Linked DNA regions of Mus musculus: regions 1 and 3 are each linked to region 2. Evidence: chromatin contacts called from public HiChIP or PLAC-seq data. All regions are on one chromosome and are shown on one strand. The core of a region is the stretch at or near the end of the contact, and the rest is flanking DNA. Distances in the headings are between cores, read along the strand shown.

What was found. HiChIP or PLAC-seq counts read pairs in DNA pulled down with a chosen protein or histone mark.
Region 1: a FOXA1 HiChIP or PLAC-seq map of pancreatic cancer cells shows a contact between it and region 2. The contact joins two enhancer-like sites. A contact is called at or near these places in 10 of 39 promoter capture datasets (the 3T3-L1 cell line, 3T3-L1-derived adipocytes, cranial neural crest and 5 more), 2 of 484 Hi-C or Micro-C datasets (3T3-L1-derived adipocytes and cortical neurons) and 2 of 115 datasets of contacts at active chromatin or transcription factors (embryonic stem cells and pancreatic cancer cells).
Region 3: a FOXA1 HiChIP or PLAC-seq map of pancreatic cancer cells shows a contact between it and region 2. The contact joins two enhancer-like sites. A contact is called at or near these places in 1 of 39 promoter capture datasets (the HPC-7 cell line), 1 of 115 datasets of contacts at active chromatin or transcription factors (pancreatic cancer cells) and 1 of 9 other capture datasets (embryonic stem cells).

What each region holds. Positions count from the first base shown.
Region 1 is chr9:49,813,650-49,818,432 of GRCm38.p6, forward strand. No RefSeq gene overlaps it. Among named protein-coding and RNA genes, the nearest start is that of Gm25633, 9.9 kb to the right of the region's middle. Within about 2 kb of position 2,787, at least 40 of the 459 cell types and tissues checked have an H3K27ac peak or open chromatin away from gene starts, as enhancers often do. A contact at or near this core is called in pancreatic cancer cells, where this site is marked.
Region 2 is chr9:50,133,239-50,137,821 of GRCm38.p6, forward strand. No RefSeq gene overlaps it. Among named protein-coding and RNA genes, the nearest start is that of 2310003N18Rik, 98 kb to the right of the region's middle. Within about 2 kb of position 2,058, at least 8 of the 459 cell types and tissues checked have an H3K27ac peak or open chromatin away from gene starts, as enhancers often do. A contact at or near this core is called in pancreatic cancer cells, where this site is marked.
Region 3 is chr9:50,532,492-50,536,770 of GRCm38.p6, forward strand. It overlaps Bco2 (beta-carotene oxygenase 2), which reads right to left. Exons shown (of 12, transcript NM_133217.3): 9 at 3,740-3,877; 10 at 2,987-3,169; 11 at 2,119-2,229; 12 at 596-1,028. The coding sequence ends at 915. Among named protein-coding and RNA genes, the nearest start is that of Pts, 6.0 kb to the left of the region's middle. Within about 2 kb of position 1,395, at least 102 of the 459 cell types and tissues checked have an H3K27ac peak or open chromatin away from gene starts, as enhancers often do. A contact at or near this core is called in pancreatic cancer cells, where this site is marked.

The sequences.
Region 1 (4,783 bases), core at 1,537-4,036, 320 kb before region 2:
TTAATGAACAACCATGCCTGCCATAGGTCCCAAAGTCTGTAGTCTTTCTCACTACTCTATACTCACAGCTAGGGGAGAGAGATTAAGAGTCTTCAAAGGGACCAGTGGCAGATGAACATAAATCTAGAGAGTTGGGAGCCATTACCCACGGAAGATCAAAATCAGGATGAAGATAAGTTATCTCTAAAATATACATGAGTGTCAGTGAAGAATGGATGGATCTTTGTGATGTGACTCAAGCTCACCGACAGATTTACAAGTATCGTAAGAGCATGAAATCTTGCAGAGTTTTAACACCCAGGACTTAGTTTGAAGACCTATTACGTAATAGCCCATCTCTGGCTAAAATGTGTATTATAGCAAGGCTTCTAAGTATATGGAAGAAAATAGCCTTCTCCTCCTGCCATGACTTTTGGTATAATGGGAACATTAGAGACTGAGGTTGATTTTAACATCTTTCGGAAAAGATACCTTAGCAATCAGCTAGAAACTTAAAAAAAACGATAACTATGCAGAAGAAAGCCAAACTTGGAGAACAGCACTGTCCCCCACACAGACAGCAGTAAGTCATCAGCTGAGTTGCTCTACCCTGAAAATTCTTGAAAGAATCTAGACTCACGACAACACCTCACCTTCCCTCATAAACGTTGAGTCATGGGTGATCCAAACAAGCTCGTTCCACACTGAAGGCAATTTCTCACATTGTTGTCTAGTGGATCACACTTAGTCACGGACAAGCCTAATTACCCCAAAGCAGTTACCAAACACCAGTGACAAGTTCTCTGAGGCCCTCCCCTCCACCCTCCACCTTGAAACACACACACACACACACACACACACACACACACACACATACACACACACACACACACATCACACACACATATTCTGACCTTCTCCGCCTAAGGAAGAATATTCTGCACTCTAAAACTGCCCATGAAGTATAGAGTCCAAGATTTCAAAATGATGCAACCACTTGGTAAAAGGGCCAATCACTTGGGTAAACATAGCCATGCCCTCTTCATCAATAACTGAGACTGGACTGTTTCCCAGGTCTGGTTTCTCCAAAATGCACAAAATGAAGAGGCTTGCTTGACTTCCAAAGGAAATGTCACCTGTTCAGCTGTTTACATGAGGCATGGGGTTGTCTGGCGGGAAATGGAATGCATTGTTTGAGCTCCCATCTATTTTAGTCATTCACATATCCCATTGCAATGCACGTATTTTAGTGTTATCTTACATTTCAGAAGGCTCAAAAGATGCATGTGTTATAAATAAACATGTGTGTTCTATATTCCAAATACAAACAAATACCAAAGACTTTTAATCTTTATTACATTTTATTAAGCTAAAATAATCAGGCTTTTTTTCCCCCTTAGATCTGAGCATGGCTTTTGGCCTTTGTGCAAGTGAATAATTGAAATGAATGCAAACACAATGTAATAGCAAGATGGTGTCCAAGAACTTCTCAGGACTGTGAGTGTGTATACGAAGTAGGTAGATAGATAGATAGATAGATAGATAGATAGATAGATAGATAGATAGATAGATAGATAATAGATAGAAAGATAAATAGTAGATAGATGATAAATGGTAGATAGATAATAGAAAGACAAATAGTAGATGATAGATGAATGATAGATGATAGATAGAAAGATAGATGATAGGTAGATAGATAGTAGATAGATAGATAATAGATAGAAAGATAAATAGTAGATAGATGATAAATGATAGATAGATAATAGATAGAAAGACAAATAGTAGATGATAAATGAATGATAGATGATAGAAAGATAGATGATAGATATATAGATAGTAGATAGATAGATAGATAGATAGTAGATAGAACTTTTTCTAGTTAAGTGTTTGCACTATTGGTAATTTATTAAATATTGTTCATTTTGGTTTTGTAAATTTATGTCTTCATATAGCTCAGGTATGCCTGCAATATCTTGCAATCCTGCAAGGTCTCGTGGGAGTTGAGATTCGTGGCGATGTTCTGCTGTTTGCTGCAGTTGAGTGTAGCCTATAGTGTTGAGCTGTGGATGAATTAACGGTCTGTGAAGAAAAACATCAGGTTCATTTACGATCACTTCTTTTTTAAGCTGAGGAGGAGGTTTGCACTGATCTTTTTTCATGTTTTTTCTTCTTCCTGTCACCCCTCCCACCTCAGAATGGAACAAGGACCCCGCACTGCCTGGGGTACTGGGTCTCAATACACTTTTCTGTGCTTCATTCTCTTCCCATCAAACTACCGCTAATTTCTCACTGTGTTCTGGCTTAGATTCTCCATTAAGGTCAAATTGTCCCCTCCTGCTCCTCCACACATGCCCTGCTCATTCATTCAGTTCCTGAAAAGGGCATTTATTGAATATTTGTTTTGTGGGCCAGGCTGGAAGGTAGAGCCTGAAGAGAAAATAGTGTGCAGTTTTTGTCTTCATGGAGCTTGGAGTCCAGGGTGTGAGGATGGAAAGACAGCCCATAATCAAATAATCACAGTAATGCACTGCATACCCAGGAGGGCCTAAGAAGGAAATCACTGTGCGTGTGTGTGTTTGGGGATGGAATGTGCATTGATGGAGAGGTCAAGGACAGAGTCTCAGAGGCCAGCTGGGCTGCTCATTGGGCATTTGCCAAGTGAACAAGTGGGGAGAGGGTATTTTGAGCAGAGGGAACATTCTGTACAAAGGAATGTTGTATCGGCTCATATTGCTAGTCTGTGGCTGCTAAACTCTGATTCATCCTCCTTTCAGACAAGCAACATAGTTCTTTAAGTCTAAGAGGAAACTTAGAGATGATTCAGCCCGTCCCCCTCACTTCACAGATGTGAAACCTGAGCTCTAATGTACTGAGCTATGATGGATCCAGCTTTGACCCATGGCCAATACCCCAGCAGGAATGTTCGAGCCATTCAACATATTGAGCACCAACCGGGGGGCGGGGGTAGATAGCATGAACGGTGCGCCAGCGAACTGCATCTAGACTGCTTTTCTTCCTGCGGGAATGTGTGTCTCTATGGACATAGCCAGAGATTAAAAGCAGTTCCGTGTCAGAGGATCTAAGTAGGTCTTGACACTCTGCCTGGTGACCTTGAAAAGGTTACCCTTGCTCACTGATCCTAAGTTTCCTGTTATGTGAGTCAGCATACTAATTGGACCTTCTTCATGGGTTTGTTATAAGGATTAAGTGTGATAACATTTGCAAGGCACGGGCACTCAATAAATCCCAGGGTTCGGTAATAAAGCTTTAATACGGTACAGGGAAGTTAAGAGATGGCGGAGCCCATAGTCAAATTAAAAAGAGTTGTATGACTAATTAATTAACATTTCAATTCCAAGGTCTTTACCTGATCAAAAATTAGCATATAATTCCTTGAGAATCCCAGTTCTTTCAACCCTGTGTCAGGCCAAATTTAAATGGAGAGTCTTTCCCCCCTAAGGTCCAGTAACCTCCCACACTCTAATGAATGCTAATTACTCTATTAGTATCATGCAATCTTTAAAACTGATAGGTCTGAATTGTGTCCTAGAAATCAAGTGTTCCAGAAGAAAAGGGAGCTTCCTGATCGTATGTGTTACACTCTCCAGCCATTTGTCTTGAGATTCGTGTCACTAGGATCTGTGGGAAACTGTGAGATCCCACTATCGTGGGACCCACTATGGTGTCCCACTATTTGAAGCAATGTGAAGGAAAAGATAGCTTCCATACTACTAAGAGGAACACGAATGAACAAAGAAGATGGGTGATAGCTGTGGTTTTAGGTAAAACAAAACAAAACAAAACAAAACAACAACCGCAACAAAAAACTTGAAAATATCATCCTTCAAGAGGGATGGGCTGTTCTCTAGGTAGCCAATGCTTCCCGGCATTGGTGGTTCCAGAAGATGTGAGATCCACTATCTTCATTCTGTAGATGAGACATTTGACACAGCTGGAAAGCAGACTGAGTCTGGTACTTCTTCTATACTATATACTATATACTATGTACTATGTACTATGTACTATGTACTATGTACTTTATACTATATACTATGTACTATGTACTTTATACCATATACTATGTACTATGAACTCTGTACTTTGTACTATATACTATATACTTTAAACTATACACTATATTATATACAATATATATATATTTATATTATACTAATCAGCCATCTAAATGTGCGTATTGGTCACCTACTATATATTCATTCTCAAGTCCCAGTGCTAGCTATCCAATAGTCAATAAAACCAAGATGTGTCTGTCTTAGATGTGACTGTGCTCTAGAGGACTGGCTGTCAAATCCTTCCCTGAGGTGAGTCAATATTGAAATCAGGGCAATAAAATTAGTCTTTCCCTTATGTGTGCTTCCAGGTCAGGAGAACATGAAGCTTCATTCATACAGAATGAATGTCACATTTCTCCTTATGAAAGTTAGGTAATAAATGTAGTTCTGAGTGCAATACATGGAATAAAAAAGAGCTGTGGATGCTGGGCAAGTATCCGCTGAAGCCACAGCTGTAATGCTCAAATCATCAAAACCCTTCAAGACAAAGTTACAGGGCATGACTTAGACATTTGCCTGGTTTTTATTGAATGTGCTCTGCAGGTCTAGCCCCCCCCCACCACCACCACCACCACCCCAACCTTTGACTCTGTGACTATCCCTGGTTTGAGTTTGGGTTTGAACAGCTGCCCAGCCCATCCACAGCAAATCAGTGTGGCGCTTGAGGAATAACTCATGGGCAGGCATTTAAGAGCTTGCACATCCTTCGTAGACTAGAAACAGAGAGAAGT
Region 2 (4,583 bases), core at 808-3,307:
ATACTCACCTAGGAACTTTTGTTTACAGTATTATATCTTCTGGCTGGCCCTGCAAGGCTAGAGATGGCCAAACAAGGTACCAGAAGTGGAGTGGCTTCAACAAGAGAAAAATATTATCTCAATTATGAAGGGTAAGAGTCCAACAAGATGTTAAGAGGGCTCATCCTGCTGGCATATGCCTCTAATACCAGCACTTGAGAGTCTGAGGAAGGAAAATTACAAGTTCAAAGTCACCCTAGGCTATAAAGTGAGTTCCAGGAAAGTATGGACTAGGTACTGAGAGACCTTGTCTGAAAAAACAAAAATACCAGGTATGACCAGGATTGGTTTCTCCAGAAGATTATGAACTAATGTATTGTCTTAAGCTTCTGGTATTTCATGGACAGTCACTTAATGTCTCTTGGCTTATAGAAGCACTGGTTTTGCCATAGGGATCCTCTCTATGTGCATGTGGATGCCAGGAGTTACATTTTTTCTTCTATTTGTAAGATCATCAGTCATGTGGGATGGGAACTCACTCTTCCAGAGCAAGACCATCTTAATTGCATCAGCAACAATTCTATTTCCAAATAAGGACATATTTCTGGGGTAACAGAACTTGGGGCTTCAAAATATGAATTTTATGTGGGATATAATTGAACACCTACCTATCTTTGGTAGAAACATTACATGCCAAGATAAGCCATTCTATTCCACAAAAACCTTCTCTGCCAACAGCTTAACTTATCCTGCCAATCCCAAGGGTCAGTTTCGGTGGCTACTTCACCTGTGTCACTCATCTATCCAACTGGAAGCTCCTTTGATGATAGCATGTTTGGCATGTTTCCTCTGAGCCTGCCAGGGGCAAGGACAGCACCCAGTGGAGGCATCAGTGGAGGCCACATTGGAGACATCAGCATCAGTTCTGTCTATACTGAAGTTTTGCAAGTTATTGAGACAGTGTCTCACACCAGGATTGCCTGAAGCCCATACTGTCCCACCTCAGCCTCCTGGGTGCAGACATTAGAGGAATCATGCCTGACCTGGTAGATATCTGTTTATTATCTTTGGCATCAACTTTGCTTTTCTATTAAAAGACCATTTTCCTCCATTATTGAGACGGTTGGTGCCTCTCTGCCCTTTTAGCTTAGAGACAAGTTCATTTGTCCTCACTGTCCAGGTCCTCTCACTATCATTTTAAAGGAAGAAAAACAAAATGCAGCTGGCTGCGTAAATTGTAGGGGCAACAGAATTCTGCTCATTGTAAAAAAAATTGCAAAATGACATCCAATCGTCCTGTTAGAACGGAGTGGCAGTAAACCTGAGTGAAACTGAGGTAAGTTCTGAGTTCCAGGAAAGCAAACATCATCTATCGCCCAATGCTAGGGGCAGCTCTGCTGCCTGGGAATGGCTCTCCCTCCCTCCACTCTACTCTCAGAGCTTTCAGAGCCCAGTACAAACAGCCCTGCGCCTCTGCCCCAGGCTCAGCTGCAGAAATCCACAGATGCTATGAGATCTTTGTTTGTTTCTTATTTCCAAAGAGCTGACCTCCCTCCGTGTGGGGATTGGGCATCTGAACCATACATCTCTGAATTGGTGGGCATTTCACTGAAAGTGTTTGAGAATTGCTACACTTTGAGAGAAGAGGAAAGTTCAACAGGGCTTCCTGCGAATCACAGCCTCTCTGCATTCACTGACTTTCTCTTTCTGCTTCGCCTCCTTCCCCATCTCATGTCTGTGTTCATTGCTCCCTTCAGCTAGATTGAGATGTGGCTCATAAGAAGGGACGTTCTTCCTGTTTCCCCAGAAGAGTCATCTCTGAGTCAAATATCCCATACCTTAACCCTGGGTCCAGGCAATAAATCAGCCAGACAGCTAGAGTGTGGAATCCTGACTCCATAGTATTGAACAGCCTTTCTTTGCCCCTGGAGCTATGCTATGGGAAGAGGGTATTTTTCTGTTTCACCAGTGTTGGGGGACTTTCTAGGCATTTGCCTGGTCACAAAATGTCTCAGAGATGTCACACAGCAACCTGGGAAACCGTCACAAGCTGGTGGCCAGGATGTGGCATTACTCAGCAATCAGGAGATGCAAAGGGCACTGCTTAAGACACGGCACTCTACTAATGTAGTACAACAACTTTACCTACTTTCCCAAAGCTACCAGCGCCATCAGCACTCCAAAGCTCCCACCAGGGTCTCATTCTGAGCCACTTTTGCAATAAATTTTCTCCCAAGGTCCTCTTCTTCCTAGAGGGCTCTCTAACTCTTATGCTGTGTGGGGACTAAAGGAATCCACAGAGCCCTGAGCCTTGAGTCAGAGAACTTGTTTTATCTTCTGCAAAAAAAAAGATCATTTCTTAAATGATAAATGCTGAGTATTTTTAATAATAGTGTTATGTGTGGCATCTGAAGAGAGGGCTCAGTGGTTAAGATACGTGCTTCTCTTCCAGAGAACTGAGTTCAGCTCCCAGCAGCCATTTATCAGATGGTTCATAAACATCTGTAACTGTGTTTTCCAGGAGAATCCTATGTGGCTGCCTGTACTCACACACACACACACACACACACACACACACAGAGAGAGAGAGAGAGAGAGAGAGAGAGAGAGAGAGAGAGAGATACACATATATACATACCTGAAAATAAAATTAATCTTAAAAAAAAAAAAAAAGCATGGAACCCTGCGTTAGAAAGCATTGTAGAAATCTGTCTGTACTATCCCACGTAGAAAGCCATCGATAATGTATCCAATATAAATGTATTATCCAAAGTAGAAAGCCCATGTTGTTACCTCATCCATTCGAAAAGGAACTGCTGCTATCTGTGTTCTCACCACTTCTGTGGTGAGAAGGTCGCTATCTCCCAAATAATGGAATAATGATTCATTAGCTTTCAAGAATTCTCCCCATGATCCAACTACCAGGAGATCAAGGTCCATGTGTACTTTGCAGCCTGGCACATAGCTGTCACTCAATAAATATTTGAGTAAGTGAACAGTTATGCGAATGATTGAATAAAATACCCTAATGACATTAGAGAAGAAATGCATACTTCTAAGTCTCGGGAGAAATAAACCGATGAGAAGACAAGAAAAACACTAGAAGTCTTGATTTCCTTAAAAATTCATGCAAAATTCATGCACTTTGCATCAAAATATATCTTTCTCATTTTATGGCAAAAAATATGATGCTTTGAATTACTTAGCAGAGTACAGTTTATGTACACTTGGTGGGTTTGGCCCAGGCATACCGCCAAGTGGCCCTGGCAATGCATGCAGCCTGGCATGGGAGCCTCATGCTGAACGATCTCCACCTTCGCATCCTGTTATCCAAATCCTTTCCCATCAGCATCCTGCCCTTTGCCTTGCTCTAGTCCAGCCAGATCTGCTTTCCACTCTCAGGCAAAGCCCCCAGGTGGCAACAAGAGGTAACCTTCCCCTTGTCATTCTTTTTTTCTTTTATAAAACACTGGGTGAGGCCATGAGTAATTGGTCTTTTCTGGAGAAGGATTGATAATCTGTCTTTCCTGGAGCTATTACCAGGCTGGCCTGCCAAATGGACAAGTGTTAAGAGGAGAAAATGGGGCAGTGGCCAGGGTAGGAAGAGCTCAAGATAATGGAGTTGAGAGCATCAGAGAGGTCCTCTCCTGGCAGTCGGACCATGAATCAAGGCAGGCAGAAAAGAACAGCAATTCATAGCCCTTGTGTGCATCCTCTGCAGATGCTCCAAATAGCTCCCTCAATTAAGGCTTGATCTGGGCTCCTTGGGACTTATGCTGGAGATGCCTTGCCTACCCCATGTGGTGTGGCAGCTATGAAAGTATCAACAGAGTCAAGCCTGTCAATCCATTGTTGAGCGAAGCTTAGTCTGGGCTCTGCAGGGCAACCAAGGAAGAACAACTCGACTTTTGCCATCACTGTCACCTAATAGCAGAAACAGCCTTATCTGTGGCTCTGAATAAGACTGGACTGGACTGGTCTTCATCAGAGTCACTCCTGTGCTCTCAGCCTCCTCAGGAAGATGGAGCTGCACCACTCCAGATGCACAGCACCCAGTGCTTGCAAAACCCCTTGACATTCATTATCCCCTTTAATCCTCCAATCATCTTGTGAATTTTATTTTAGAATTAGAGAGTTAAGTTAGAGATGTCTCCAAGGCCATAGAGCTAGGAAGTGATAAGGCTGCTTGCGATTCAAGCAGAATTTTCTGAGAGCCTTCATTCCTTTTGCCTTTCATCTTACTCCTGGACAATGGGGGAAAGAGGTAGTTTGACACAGCAGGAGGGAAACGGCTATGGGAATGGTCCTCAGAAGGGACACCGCTAGGCAAGATGACACCAGAGATAGACTTGAGCAGTAGGACAATAGTCTGGTGATCCAGATCCTGGGAGTCACTGAGAAGGAAGGAGAGCTGTCTGCTGGACCTGAGCCAAGTGCACTCAGAGTTTTCCTGAGGTGGAGTCTGCCAGGCATTACAATTTTCAGGTGTGCGTGATGGTCTAAGGACTTGGGTGGAAGTGGCATAGTTGAACTCGATGGAATTTGTTTTGGTTTGGTTTGGTTTGTTTGTTTGTTTGTTTGTTTGTTTGTTTGACTCTCCCTAT
Region 3 (4,279 bases), core at 145-2,644, 400 kb after region 2:
AGGAGATGGGACCTCACTATGCATAACAACAGGCTGGCCTGGCCTTAAATTCATAGAGATCTGCCTACCTCTGCCTCAGGAGTGCTGGTTCAAAGGTGTGTGCCGCCATACCTGCAAAAACTTTAAATACTATACCAATACCTGTTTTATGGTTTCAAGAAAGAGGCCTAGGACAATATAGAGCCAGGGCTGAAGGGATCACTAAGCAGTTGAGAGGATGCACACCGCTCTTGCAGGGGACCTGAGTTTGATTCCCAGCACCTGTATTGGTCTCTAGGGGTGCGGTTACTTATGTGCTCACACAAACCACACACACACACAGTCACACACAAAATACGTAAATATTTTAAAATATATATAAAGGGGCTGGAGAAAGACTCAGGCTTGTTTCTCTTACAGAGGTCTTGGGTTCAGTTCCCAGCACTTACACAGGGGCTCACAACCATCTGTAACTCCAGGACATCTGATGCTCCATTCTGACCCCCTCAGGCACCAAACATACATGTGGCACACATACATATATGCAGGCAAAACATTCACACACATAACATAAAATAGATCTTCTAAATGGTATTAAAAATATACATGATCATAATTACCTCACAAGTTGTGTTTTAATAGAAATATAAAACCATACATGGGGAGATTATTAGTTATTTTACCACTGCTACAAAAAAAAAAAAAGTAGTGCCACAAGCTGGGAACAAGAATTTAAATATGATCCCGTGGTGGTCAGGATCTATCAGCACGTTGGGGGTCAGGGTCGATGAGCCCACGGGAGTCGGGTCTATGAGTCCTTAGGGGTCAGGGTCAGGTCCAAACTACAACAGCTTTTGAGTGAGATCCACCATTTTCTCTTTTCCTCAGAGTGTGCTCATCGAAGCCCGATCCTAGCCTTCCTTGCGCCTCTGCCGTCAGATAGGCACAAAGGTGCCATGGAACCCGTAAGGCATCTGCACGGGTACTTCCGCTCGCCCCAGCTCTGTGAAGCTCTTGGCATCCAAGACAAGGAGGAAGTTGCTTTCACTCTAGAAAAAGAACACAACACTGAAAGTTCCCTTTTCGTTTGAAAGTCCATCTCCACTGGCTGAGGGAGGAAGCATGTCTTCTTAATTACGTTCATATCTGTCCCTGGCACCTGCTGCAAAGCCTCACCTAGACACCCACAAATGTTTGCCCAGTCGCTGAACTAGACCAAAACACCATGACTAAAGAAGTTCACACCCTAAAGCAAAGAAATAAAACTGTGCCAATCCTCCTCATAAGACCGCTTTGAGTCTAACAATCTTTTTACTCAGCTCTTTCAAGTCTCATAAAATACATGGAAGTCCTTTTACCCAAATTAGAAATGCTTCTGTTTTGTGTTACTTAGAAGCTGGACAAAGTTCAGCTTTGTAAACCAGAATGAGATTTGTGCAGACCTATTTACTGGAGCGCTAAGTGCATGGAACAAGCCCTCTAGCAGACATTACTAATTGATCACAACATTAGCAGACATTACTAATTGATCACAACACTTTTTTTTTTTTTAACTAAACCATTAAAGGGCTCAGAACCCCACACCCAGGTGCCACTAGTATTTGATCAGAGCTGGTCTTGAGGTGGACACATTTGCTGTAAGATTGCCCGGACAAGTCAGTAAGTAGCATTATTGAGATACTAGCCAGGGCTTATGGTACTGGCCGTTTTTAGGTCAGTTCACTGAAATAAGAAACACAGATAGTAGTATGAACATCAGGCCAGAAGCCAGACATTAAACACTGGCTTTACCACTATGAGATTAGATGTGAGTCTCTTGCAACTTCTTAAAGTGACAAACTCCACATGTATCCCACAATTTTTAATAACTATCATAATATATATGTATGAGAGTACGTTGTCTATAAACACACTCCTATGAAGACACCACATTGCTATGATTTTACAAACAGGACTTTAAAATGTGATAAAGTATGGCTATGATTTTTAAAGTGGGGGATGTTACCCAGTAAAAAGGAGACGAGGATGGAGAAGATGCCATAAGGCATCATAATAAATGATGGGCTGCATCGCTACAGGTCACACTCGAATTGAGTTAGTGCTGCACTTCTATGACCAATGGCGGGGAAATAAACTTACCTGGTTGGGAGTGATCACCACAGAGAGTATAACCCCACTGTCTTCCTCATCTGCTCCTGGCACCGGAACAAAAACGGGCTCCGAGGGATAAAAGCCTTCTTCTCTCCAAACCTGAGAGTTCCCCCCGCCCCAACACACAAAAGACATCTGAGAAAAGGTGAGAGGCAAGTGGGAAACATTCTATTGCAATGAACTGCACTAACTGCAAAGCCTCACCTAGCCATAAATAAATAAAGTGGGCCATAATAGAATGTTCGCACAGCAAACACAAGCCCAGGCTTACCGCACTGAGTGCAGGTAGGAGAAACCTCTGCTGCCTGTAGATCACCATCTAAGTTTGTTACCCCACCAACCTGAGGTACAGGGGTCACTACAACCTTCACCCCATCATCTCTCCAAAACTGACATCAATTCTACCATTATTTCTCCAAGCTTTTGGTTTCCCTTTAGATTTCCCACAGGAAATCAACCCCTTGCTGAGATGATCTGTGGCTCTCAAATTTAGGAAAACAGCTGAGCTGCTGTAATATTGAAGAATTCAAAGAACAGGCTGCAGAGACGGCTCAGTTGTAAGAACACTGGGTGCTCTTCCAGAGGACCTGTGATTGATTCCCAGCACCCATATAGCAGCCCACGACTTCCTGTAACCCCAATTCAGGGGATCCAATGCCTTCTCCTGACTCCCACAGGATCCTGCACATGTGTGGTGCCCATAATACCCTCAGGCACACACACACATAAAATAAACAAATAGATATTAAATTTTTTGAAAAAAATAATACGTCTGAAGGACTTTAAACAAAGCAGAACTTAATTCAAAGGGCAAAACAATACTTAGGAAAAAAAATGAAAGAAGAGACTTTTTTACCCTTAGTGTCTTGTTCGTCACGTCAACCTTAATCAGAGAATCCCCCACCAAATGTCGAAAACCGCAGCCATAGAAGAAACTATACTTTTTGCCATTGAATCGGCCATAGTTGATCTGAGGGAATTCAATCCCCCCTTCCTCTTCCAGGTCTTCGTGGTGTAGATTTTCAGGAGAGCACCAGATCTAAAAGAAATCCCCCAAAGGGTATAGAATGGCTGCTAAATCCTCATTATTTTCTCTGAATTCTCTTTCATTTCTTTAGCGTACTGTGCTCTACTCTGTAAATTGTCACTGGATTTGAGAACTAAAGTTCTCCATCATTGTTCTTGTTGTTCCTCTTTCCATGGTGAGTGTCCATGTACCTATGTTGTCGAGTGTTGTGATTAAGATCCCAAATCGTATGGGAGGTGGAGAGTTTCCTTATTCTGCTAAAGCAAGGCATAGCTGCACAGTGCCATTCCCATGAGCAAAGCAGTGTCTCCAGAAGGTGGGGATGGTTGGGTCAATCTGAAAAACCTCATAACCACTGGCAAGCTCCATAGATCGGGCTCAAGACACAGAAAGCACAATCAGCCACAGGTGTCCATCCCACCCGGTTTCTGTGGCTCTTGTGCAAACAAGTTTCCAGGACCTCACCCAAGCTCGGCCAAATGTTATGAAACCTGCAGGGCACCAAAGCCTTTGGAGGGCAGCCAAAGAATAAGGTGATGTCACTAAACTCCAACCTCAGTCTGATATCTGCCGGGAGCCTACCTCTCCATCACCCTGTTTCACAGCGCTGGCTGAAGAATAGGACAGTGGGCTGAGGTTCTTTCCTTCAGCAGCATCCACACTAACATCTAAGGGCAAGACAAATCTTCGAGGGAAAGACTTTGCCTTTAACTCATAGACCTGTTCAGGACAGAGAAATAAACAGATGGTGGGGAAGATCATCCCTAGGATAATAAATAGTAACTTAAAATTCAGTCATCACTAGGATTGTGCAAATAATTTCAATTCATCCATTCAATAAATATTTATTGAATACCTAGTGTAGGCTAAGTATTGTTTATATACTGCACATGAAATTCAGATTCTAGTGGTGGGATCATAACTATAAAATTAGGTATTTATTAATTAATATCAAATAAGCAAATGATTAAATAGCCAAAGGTCCCAAGGACTAGACGGAAGCAAAGAAGGTCCCCTTTTTCATGTTCGCTGGTTCAGAAAAGAGCCAGCTTATCAGACCAAGATTGCTCAAACCCCACACATTCTCGAGCAAGGCCAGTTTTCAAGACGAACCCTTAGCTG